Linked DNA regions of Ctenopharyngodon idella: region 1 is linked to region 2. Evidence: chromatin contacts called from public Hi-C data. All regions are on one chromosome and are shown on one strand. Each heading gives the region's core, a stretch centred on a gene start, on an enhancer-like site or on the middle of the called end of the contact. The rest is flanking DNA. Distances are from core to core; before and after follow the strand shown. Region 1 holds the start of prkaa2 (protein kinase, AMP-activated, alpha 2 catalytic subunit). Region 2 holds the start of usp24 (ubiquitin specific peptidase 24).

The links. Hi-C and Micro-C count contacts between places; a contact is called where the count stands out from the background.
Region 1: a contact with region 2 is called in a Hi-C map of muscle, with 9 times the contacts expected there. The contact joins the promoter of prkaa2 here to the promoter of usp24 in region 2. A contact is called at or near these places in 2 of 2 Hi-C or Micro-C datasets (both in muscle).

The regions. Positions count from the first base shown.
Region 1 is chr20:4,134,072-4,139,229 of HZGC01, reverse strand. It overlaps prkaa2 (protein kinase, AMP-activated, alpha 2 catalytic subunit), which reads right to left and starts at 3,149. Exons shown (of 9, transcript XM_051875842.1): 1 at 2,909-3,149. The coding sequence starts at 3,002.
Region 2 is chr20:3,866,748-3,871,496 of HZGC01, reverse strand. usp24 (ubiquitin specific peptidase 24) reads left to right here and starts at 2,638. Exons shown (of 68, transcript XM_051873930.1): 1 at 2,638-3,136. The coding sequence starts at 2,855. It overlaps bloc1s2 (biogenesis of lysosomal organelles complex-1, subunit 2), which reads right to left and starts at 1,742. Exons shown (of 5, transcript XM_051873935.1): 1 at 1,504-1,742; 2 at 1,010-1,126; 3 at 810-929; 4 at 473-577. The coding sequence starts at 1,666.

The sequences.
Region 1 (5,158 bases), core at 1,900-4,399, 270 kb before region 2:
GTTCAAAAATGTATTGCATTATTGTGATATATTTTTCTACTTAATCAAAATAGCTAAGTATCCTCAATATTTTGTACAAATGTATATAGTGGTACTGTAGAAACTCTTGTATAGCCTAGCAGGCTAATCAGTATGCCAAACTAGCTTAATCAGCTGGAGCAGGGGTTTCCAATCCTGCTCCTGGGGGGCAAATATCCTGCAGAGTTTAGCATCGATCCTAATTAAACACACTTGAACCAGCCAATCAAGGTCTTCAGGATTACTGGAAACTTCCAGACAAGTGTTTGGGCAGGTTGGAGCTAAAGTTTGCCAGACATTGGCCTTCCATGAGCAGGATTGGACACTGCTAAGGTAGAGGTAAAGCTAGTAGGCTAACTGGTTAGTAGAGGTGTAAAGAGTACCCAAAAACCATACTTAAGTAAAAGTAGAGATACCTTACAGCGAAAATGACTCCATTACAAGTTACAAGTCACCAATTCCAATACAACTTGAGTAAAAGTCTTAGCGTATCTGATTTTAACAGTATTTTACTCGTACTGAATGTAGACTCAAATATCCACTAGTCCTGAACACCTAAGAGGAAAGCAATCATGTTTATTTTCTAAAATCAAAATAAAACTGAATACCTTAATATTTCAATAAATCAAGTTTGACACAACAGCCTCTTAAACATCTAGAAACACTGAAGTCTCAGTTAAGCTCAAGCGCTCATAAAGGGCATAAGTAAACGAATATCATTGAAAAAGGTCTCTTCAATATAATGGATAAATAAAATAATGTTAAGTAAAATTAAATAGTCAAAGCTTGCTTGCACTGAATGCGCTGACTTAAGCTGCTGCCATGTCCTCATCTAATGCACTCGCATTCATGTAAAAGTATAGCCTTATTGACAAGGGCAAAACACACAAGATAGTACCTTCAATGCCCTTTAGATGGCAATATCGCTTCTTTTGTAGCAGAAATAAACTGCTGCAGAAAAAGTTAGCGCCATGCAAAATGTAATTGCATTACTCAAGACAAATATATATTCAAAAATAGTCAAGTAGAGAGTAAAAGTTGCTAATAGCTTTGATACTTAGTAAACCTACAAAGTAGCCAAAAAGATACTTAAGTACTGTAACTAATTACATTTACTCAAATACTTTACACTACTGCTAGTTAGAAGTGCTCCACAATTATTTTGTTAAAATAATCACCATTTTGCAGATTCTGCAAGCGGTATGTAAACTTTTGAGCACGACTGTAATTTATGTCATTCACAGTGGGTCATGAATTTGAATTAAAAATAACATGAATTAAAAATACTACTAATAATAATGAGCATGGAAAAATCATTTAGCAATTCATAATGTAATAACAGCACGTAATGTTAAAACTGCAAATAATGTAATAAGTATTACATTATTATTGTAATAAAATAAAATGTACTGTAAGGGAATACTATTTTTTATGTTTTAAAAGCTATTACAGTTATGTAAATATGACATGTTTTGGTGAGTTCATAATGTAATAAATTTCTCATAATGTAAAAATTGTTATTACATTATGAGCTCAAGATTTTATTACGTTTTGAGAAAATTATTACATTATGAACATTGTATTACAATAATAATGTAATACTTACTACATTATGTGCAGTTATTACATGAGTTGCTACAAATACTCTAATACTCCATAAAAAAATAAATGAATAAAAAAAAAAGAAGAAGAAGAAGAATTGTTCATTTAAATTTAATAGTGACTTTAAAGCTGTTATGTACACTGTTTTGTACCTTTGTCTTTTTGCCTGATTTTCAAATAGCCTACTTTTTTTTTTTTTTTTTTTTGCTACAAATCAAAGTTTGTTATGTTGTGAATCACCCTGTAGCTGGTTGGTTTGGGTTCATGGCTTAAATCAAGACTTTTTAAAGGTCCCTTTGGGAAAATAGATGGGAAAAATACTTCTGAAACCCCTGGAAAAGTGGGCGGGTACTGTTACACTCTATGGTAAAGGGAGGATGAATCTTGTCGGACACCCAGCAGAGCAAAGGCCATTGAGATGAATGGAAAATGCTTGTTTAGGCAAAAATGCTGTCTAGGTAGGCATCTCAGTTTAGATGGAAGTTTTTTGATGAAATTATAATGCACAGGGAATCAATAAACATAGTTTATAACGGTTGTATGTGCACAGAGTAGAGACAATAATAATAAGAGCATTTCTTTTAATGCAACACACGCCGTGGAATAAGGTTTTGCTTCAATAATGCGGAGCAAAGCTCAAACACAAGGCTATACCATAGGGCTATACCCGTGCGAAAGGTCATTCCCAAAATGAGCGGCATTCCCACACGCGCTTAGAATAGAAAATGACTGCAAGGTCAAAGCAGTGCTGCAGGTAAAATATACGAACTACGACATTTGTTCCAGCGCTACTTTTACATTAATCATCAGAATATACTTTTGAGACAAACGTTTTAAAAATTCAATAATTTGGGAGCTGGAAATGTATGCAAATAACAAGTTAAAGAGCGCAGCTCAATGCATGATCGCTGCAGGGAGGATGACAGTGCATTAAAATTTGCAAAATACCAAATATTGAGAAGACGTAAGTACGTGAACCCTAAATGATGCCGAAATGCCAGATAGTTACCCAAATGTTGTGATACTAAACATTTACTCAAACATGATTGCAAGTGCACCGTCTACTGTGGTGCTGAAAGAATTCCCAGCTCTGCGCCGTATTCACTAACAGCATACGCACTTTCTGTGTCTGGAGGACGTTAGAGGAGGTTTTTACTACGCAGTTTATGCTACGTAAATTGCGCACATCGCCCGCCGGCAAGTTCAGCACTAACAACCCCGAAAACATACGTTCGTACTTCCATTCCATGCATCAACAGAACACGTATAGTAAATGAATAGACTTAACTCTTCACTTTTCCAAATGTTCCGACTCCCAGCGTGTCTCCGAGGATGTAGTGTCCTATCTTTACCCTGCCTTCGTGTTTCTGTTTTTCAGCCATCTTACTATGTGAGGTCCTCGGGCTGCCTTACAGGAGGCGGGATTGAGCACATGAGGTAGACAGAGCTTTACTAAACCCCTTTAAGTGCTGATCTGAATTCAGCTTCAGGAGAAACTGTAACTGTACACAAACAGGCAGCTCTCGGATCAGCTGATAAGGCTTTAAAGAGGGGGGTAAAGGGGGCGGTCGGGGCGTAAACAAGTAGCCTATTCCCCTCAGTCTGATTACTGAGCATGACACATCTCACAACTTTCCCTACATTAGTTTTAAATATAGCATCATTTCCACTTTGGCGATAATTATTCAAATATGATAACAACTAGAATGTATGTTGCCTACCATTTCGTTTGAGTTTCTTTTTATTTTAGGCTACATATTGACATTACATTTTACTCACTATCCATAAAATCACCATACACAGTTCTTCATATAGGGTGAATTCAGGTTGATTGGGACACTTTTCCCCAGTCATCTCATAAAGTGTCCCAATCAACCTGAATTCACCCCAAGTAAATAATAATAATAAAGCTAGGAAAAAATATATTTTAAGGAAATGTGACACTGTCCTGACAAAATTCAAGGGTTCATTAAAGAAAGAAGTAAAAAAAAAAAAAAAAAAACTTTTAATATAATGTTTCACAGCTGTGTATTTTTTATATATCAAGAGATAGATTTTGTTGTCATACAAAGTTCTGTTATTAAGATCCCTAAAGGCACAATATTAAAATATCCAAAAAACACTAGAACAATGTTATATATTTTGAGTACTTACATTATCCCAAATGTTTCCAAGAATGTTTAAATCCAGAGAAATAAGCAATTTTAAACAGGACACGGACCGTGTCCGTGTGTCGCCTGTCAATGACATCATACCCGTGTTACCCTCGATTTCCGGTCTTATTGTTTAAATCTTGTTTCCTTGATTTACTGCGAGTACCATGTTTTACCATGACTAATATCGGTCTAGCTTACTGCAGTGTACTAAGTGTCTCATAGTAGCCGCCGAGTGAACACAAAGTAGCACTATAACAACTTTCAACTCACAAATGTATCTAATATGATAAACAGTGCTGCGTTACCCCGCATACACATGGCCAGAAGAAGCGGAAGTGGTGACTGTGGCATAATAAAAGTTTTGCAACATTAGCAATCGCTCTAGCGGCCTTGTTTCTGCTCGCACAACGCTCGGCCCTGCTCTGCTTCATACAGTAATGTTAATAACCTCATCCATGAACATGATTTTTGACCAAGTCCCATACCGATTCTTTTCCATCGGCTGTAGATGTGAAGACAACACCTCTTGTGATTCCGCAAAATCAAGGTGTCATCACCTTTGTTTTGAATAAGCGACCTCTAGTGGTGAAAATTTACATATTGTGCCTTTAACTCAATCTGGTTGCAATCATGTCATGATTGCAACCAGATTGAGTTAAAGGCACAATATCATTCTCTATAGAGCACAGCTGATTGGTTCCTGCTGTATCAGCAGCCAATGAGCTCGTTGCTCAACCTTCAAATACTTGGTCAGCATTTACTGTCGCAGTTTGCAGCGTGCTTTCAGAAACCCCCCACCCTCCCCAGCTCCACCTGTATAGATCTGCTACGGGTAATTCATGTCCGAGAGTTGTCATTACAGAAATATATTTATGAAAACATTTATAAAATCACGCAAAATCAAAGTCAGTTTTTTTTTTTTTTTTTAATAATAATAATAATAGTAATAATAATACTTTCAGTAATGTTTTAATAGTTAATAGTAAATAACTGCACTCAAATTTAGTAAATAAGCCTATTTATGTATTAGTAAATGTGCATCATGTAGTCAAAATCAATCACCAGAATATACTGCAGAATTAAAGTGATTTAAAGGAAAACATTGCCTCCCAATTTACCTCCCAAGTAACTTGCATAGTGATTTTTATGGATGGATCTAGTGCAGCGGTTTTCAATCCTGGTCCTGGGGACCCACTGCGTTGCACAGTTTTTATGTCTGTCTTATCACTCATTTCAGTTCATGGAGCTCTCTCCTAACGAGTTGATGATTTAAATCAGGTGTGTAAAAATTAAGGATACATACAAAACCACCAAAATGATACACTGAAAACCACTGCTCTAGTGTAAAGTCCACCGGCTTTACACAACTGCAAACAGTTTAT
Region 2 (4,749 bases), core at 1,389-3,888:
CTCAGGACAGTGAAGATACTGACATACCAACAAGTGACATTTCACCGGAAGTTTTCCAGCTGGTTTATATTATTGCAGAAGTTCTAAAGAACACTGTGCATATAGTCCATTTGTGAAGATTATCATGTTAAACAAAACATGTAAGAATCATTAACTTTTGTTGCCCACAGAGCTTATTTTCTGCAATAATCTAAAAGCCAATGGGAAATCCTATTGGGTTTTTGTCAAGGGAACCAGGGTGACACTAAAAATACGTCATCACTGCAGCGCTCTTTCATCATGATGATCATCTGGCTCTTCATTTTCTCTACGTTGGGGTTAGGGTTAATCATTTATACAAAATAAAGTCACAGTCCAGACAAGACTAATGGTGTCCTTCATAATTTTTAATCAAAATTAAACATGTCTACATAAAAGTAAATAAAATATAACGTAAAACTTGCAGTGTTTTCCCCGCAGTATTTGTACTCACCTAGTTTCTTTGAATATGTGTCTAGTTTATATGCAGCCTGCTCCAGAGCCGTAACCTGCTCCTCGATCTGGTTAATCTGATCCAGATAAGGCTGTAAACCGGCATCTAAAGCCAAAAATGAGAACACACTTTAAGATGATCAATATGGTTGCATATTCACTTATCAGCAAATCACAAAATAAACACTATGTTAATAAAACGCTCATTCATAAGTGTACTTTATCTCTAAAGAACACTGTGATGGGACAATGTGAATGCAAAATACTTAATGTCATATTAACAACATGAATAAACACATATGTTGGTTGATTTTATATATCGGAGCCGCATTTCTCACATTTCTGATTGAGATCTTGCAGATTGCGGCTGATGTTGATGGATATGTCCTTCATCTCCATGTACTTCAGACTGGTGAGTTTGTTCATGTTCTCGAGGAGTTTGTAGTCCTCACAGGTGGCTAAGGAAACAGGACAAAAAATTACACACAAACATCTGGAAGTCTACAAAGAGATTCATTATTAATTATATTCTCATTACCAGTGAGCTCTCCCTGTAAGAAAACTGCCATTTTGTCAAACATGTCTCTGCAGAGCTCGTTGATATCTGGTTCAGCGGGTTCAGTGGCCTCCTCTGCTGTCTCCACACCTCCCTCATCTGTTACAGACAGCAAACACTTTTAGTGTCCCTAAACCTAGAGAGCTGCCTACCCTGCCAGAACTTCTGGGCATTAAATGTGGATTCTAAATGTCTATGATGCCCCAAATTGCAGTCTGGGTAGGCAGCTTAGTAGATTTAGAGACGCGGACACAGTTTAGTCACTGTATACAAAACGCATTCTTCTCTTTGGGAAGAGATCACGTCAAATAAAGAAACCTGAAAAGAAACAGGTTGCATTAGCTTAAAAATAAGTGACGAACACAACATGTTCAACAGCAGCACTGTAAAGCTAAGACTCTCTACAGATGAACTTGCAGTATACAGTGACTTGCACACAACTTGCATTATTTACAAAAGCAGCTCACTGTTATTACTAGGTCTTTTGACTTTTGGGGTCTCTGTCGCATCGCTTGTGGCCGCATCTTTCCTAGGCTCGGGCTCTGGCTCGGGCTGGACTGTGAGGTTGAGGTCGGTCGGGGGAGCGGGTGCTTTACAGATGCTGTCCATCGCTGCGGCCTCCTCCCCCGTAGCTGCCATTTTCAGTACACATGATCACATGACCAGAGCAGTTTCACGTGACTTCTCGTTTCCGTCTTTTTTTCTAATGCAGTGAAATGAAACCGAATACTTTTTTTTTTTCTTTTTTTTTAAATCTAGTAAAACGAAACGGACAGAAGACAATGTATTTATAAAGTGTGACGAGGATTTATGAAAAAATTAAATATTTTTAAAGTGGTCATATTATTAGTTGCTCTTATTTCACTTGTATGTAATATTCTTTTTGTCGTACATATCAGATACAATTCATGAATACGAAATGTGAAATCTAAATGTGGGTCATTAAGAGTTATAATTAATAAAGTATAGGACAGAAAACACATGTTTTATATACAGATATGGGTGGGGCTGCGTGATAACGCTGCCAATTTAAAAAGAGTGAAGCAAAGAACAATGAGCTGGTATTAGATGTATTTCCGGTCATATGCATTTCAAAATAATGATAATTCAAGATTTGTATTTGGAATTCATGCATTTGTATTATTCAGTGTTACTTGCTTGAATGCCTACTTATTTTTCTATATATATATATATATATATATATATATATTACTATCATAACAATATATAATTTAGTAATCAACCTACCCATCAAGAAATAAACGTAATTACTGATCAATACATAATCCACTTTAAAATATATTCACTTTCTTCTTTAAAAGAAAGATATATTTGAGTATACATATTATATAATATACACAGAACCATATTTTACTCGTTTTTACACATGTATTAAGGATCAGGGGAATATTTTCATTCACACTCTATGGTGTTGAATGAACATCTTTAATTATTAATTTGCATTTGTATTATTAAAAAAAAAAGAAGAAGAAAAAAAATATATATACAGTACCAAGTCCAAAGTAATCAACCTACCCATCAATAAATATTAAACATTATTTATAAAAATAATTATTATGAACGTGTTTCTATTTGACCTTTATTTTGAAAAGTATCCCAGTCTACACCCACCTATCTAGCCATTGGAGTCGCTAGCTTCACAGGCCTGGCGTGGCCCGCTCTCAGCCCCGCTGCCCTCTGCCTGTGACGGGAATCCATCGTGACAGGATACCAGCACCACCACCGACTGTAAACATGGCGGCATGCACAGCCGGATGCCTGTGCTATGTGCCCCCTTACTGAAGCCCCGATCATCGACACACTTCCATGATGGAGACAGAGGAGGAGCAGCATATGACCACGCTGTTATGCATGGGTTTCCCAGACCCGGTGGCCATCCGGAAAGCCCTGCGCCTGGCCAAAAACGACATCAACGAGGCTGTCGCGCTGCTCACCAACGAAAGCCCGGGACTCGGATACGGCTACGAGCCGATGGAAAGCGGCACTTCCCCGGGCTCCGGCCTCAGTGGAGACGGCGAGAACAGCGGGCGCACGGGCACCGGAGGGTTTGATCCTCCGCCAGCGTATCACGACGTCGTGGAAAGTGAGGTATGATTATGAAACGCATGCATATGTGATCATTTGCACGGCGGCTTTCACCGGGGCTGTCAAAAACCGGAGGGAAAGGCGCCGCACGCCTTTATCGCCCCTATAAATGCATGCATTACCTGTTGTGCATGTGCATGCAACACCTGACGAGGATGTCAAGATATTGTCTCTTATCTTTAGGATCCTTGTGCATGCGGTAGCAGATTAAGAATGAATTCTGCTGCCATGTGAATGAATGCTGAAGTTGTAGGATCTTGGGGGATGGGTGTCGTAGATTGCCTTGAAATGCTAGAGACCTGTTAGAGTTTACTATGTTTATTTGCGTGTTGAACGTTAATCATTAAGCCAATGGAGTATTTTTTCCTCCTGATGAATAAATATACTAGTGTCTTTCTTTACTAACTGTTGAGCAATAACAGGAGACGTGTGGCTGATAATTTACACGTCAGATCGTTGAACCATCAAATGTCATTTGTCATCAGTTATATTAAAGGGTTAGTTCACTCAAAAATGAAAATTCTGTCATTAATTACTCACCCTCATGTCGTTCCACACCCGTAAGACCTTCGTTCATCTTCGGAACACAAATTAAGATATTTTTGATGAAATCTGAGAGGTATACGACTCGTCCATAGACAGCAATTTAACAGACACTTTCAAGGTCAAGAAAGGTACTAAAGACACTGTTAAAAAAGTCGACGTGACTGCAGTGGTTCAACCTTATTTTTATGAAGCGACGAGAATACTGTTTGTGCACAAAAACAAAAATAACTACTTTATTCAACAAGATCTTCTTTTCTGTGTCATTCTCGTTCAGCGTGTTTACATCCGAACGCCGGCTCAGTATTGGCCGACGCTGTTCACATAAGCACCACGACGCATGCGTGTGATTCCGACGCAGGAGCTGGCCAATAATGAGTCGGCTTTCGGATGTAAACACGGAAGCGCTGAACTGCATTCACTGCGTTAACTGCGTATGACTGACAGGGAGATTTTTACGTGGAATTGGGCTACTTTAACACTGTTGCAGAAGGTTGTTTTTCACGTCTGCGTGTTTTAAGCGACTCCAAATAACATGATATTTAGCCCCTGGAATGCAAATTTTACCAGGGGAAGCCTGCAAAGAACGCGGATTTTACTGGGGGACCCCCCCCCTCCCGCCGAAGCGCGACTGCGCTAGTTTTGAGTAGCAATTGGGCGGGTTTAGTTGTGAAAACCTGGCAACCCTGCTGACAGGGTAGAGGAGAAATTGTTGAATAAATTTGTATTTTTTGTTTTGTTTTTTCACAAAAAAGTATTCTCGTCGCTTCATAAAATTAAGGTTGAACCACTGTAGTCACATGGACTATTTTAACGATGTCTTTAGTACCTTTCTGGACCTTAAAAGTGGTGGTTAAATTGCTGTCTATGGGCGAGTCAGATACCTCTGGGATTTCATCAAAAATAATTTGTGTTCTGAAGATGAATGAAGGTCTTACGGGTGTGGATCGATATGAGGGTGAGTAATTAATGACAGAATTTTCATTTTTGGGTGAACTAACCCTTTAACTCTGTGATACTGACCAGTGTTACTGGGTTAAATTAAAAAGACTGATAAAAAGCTGCTTTATATT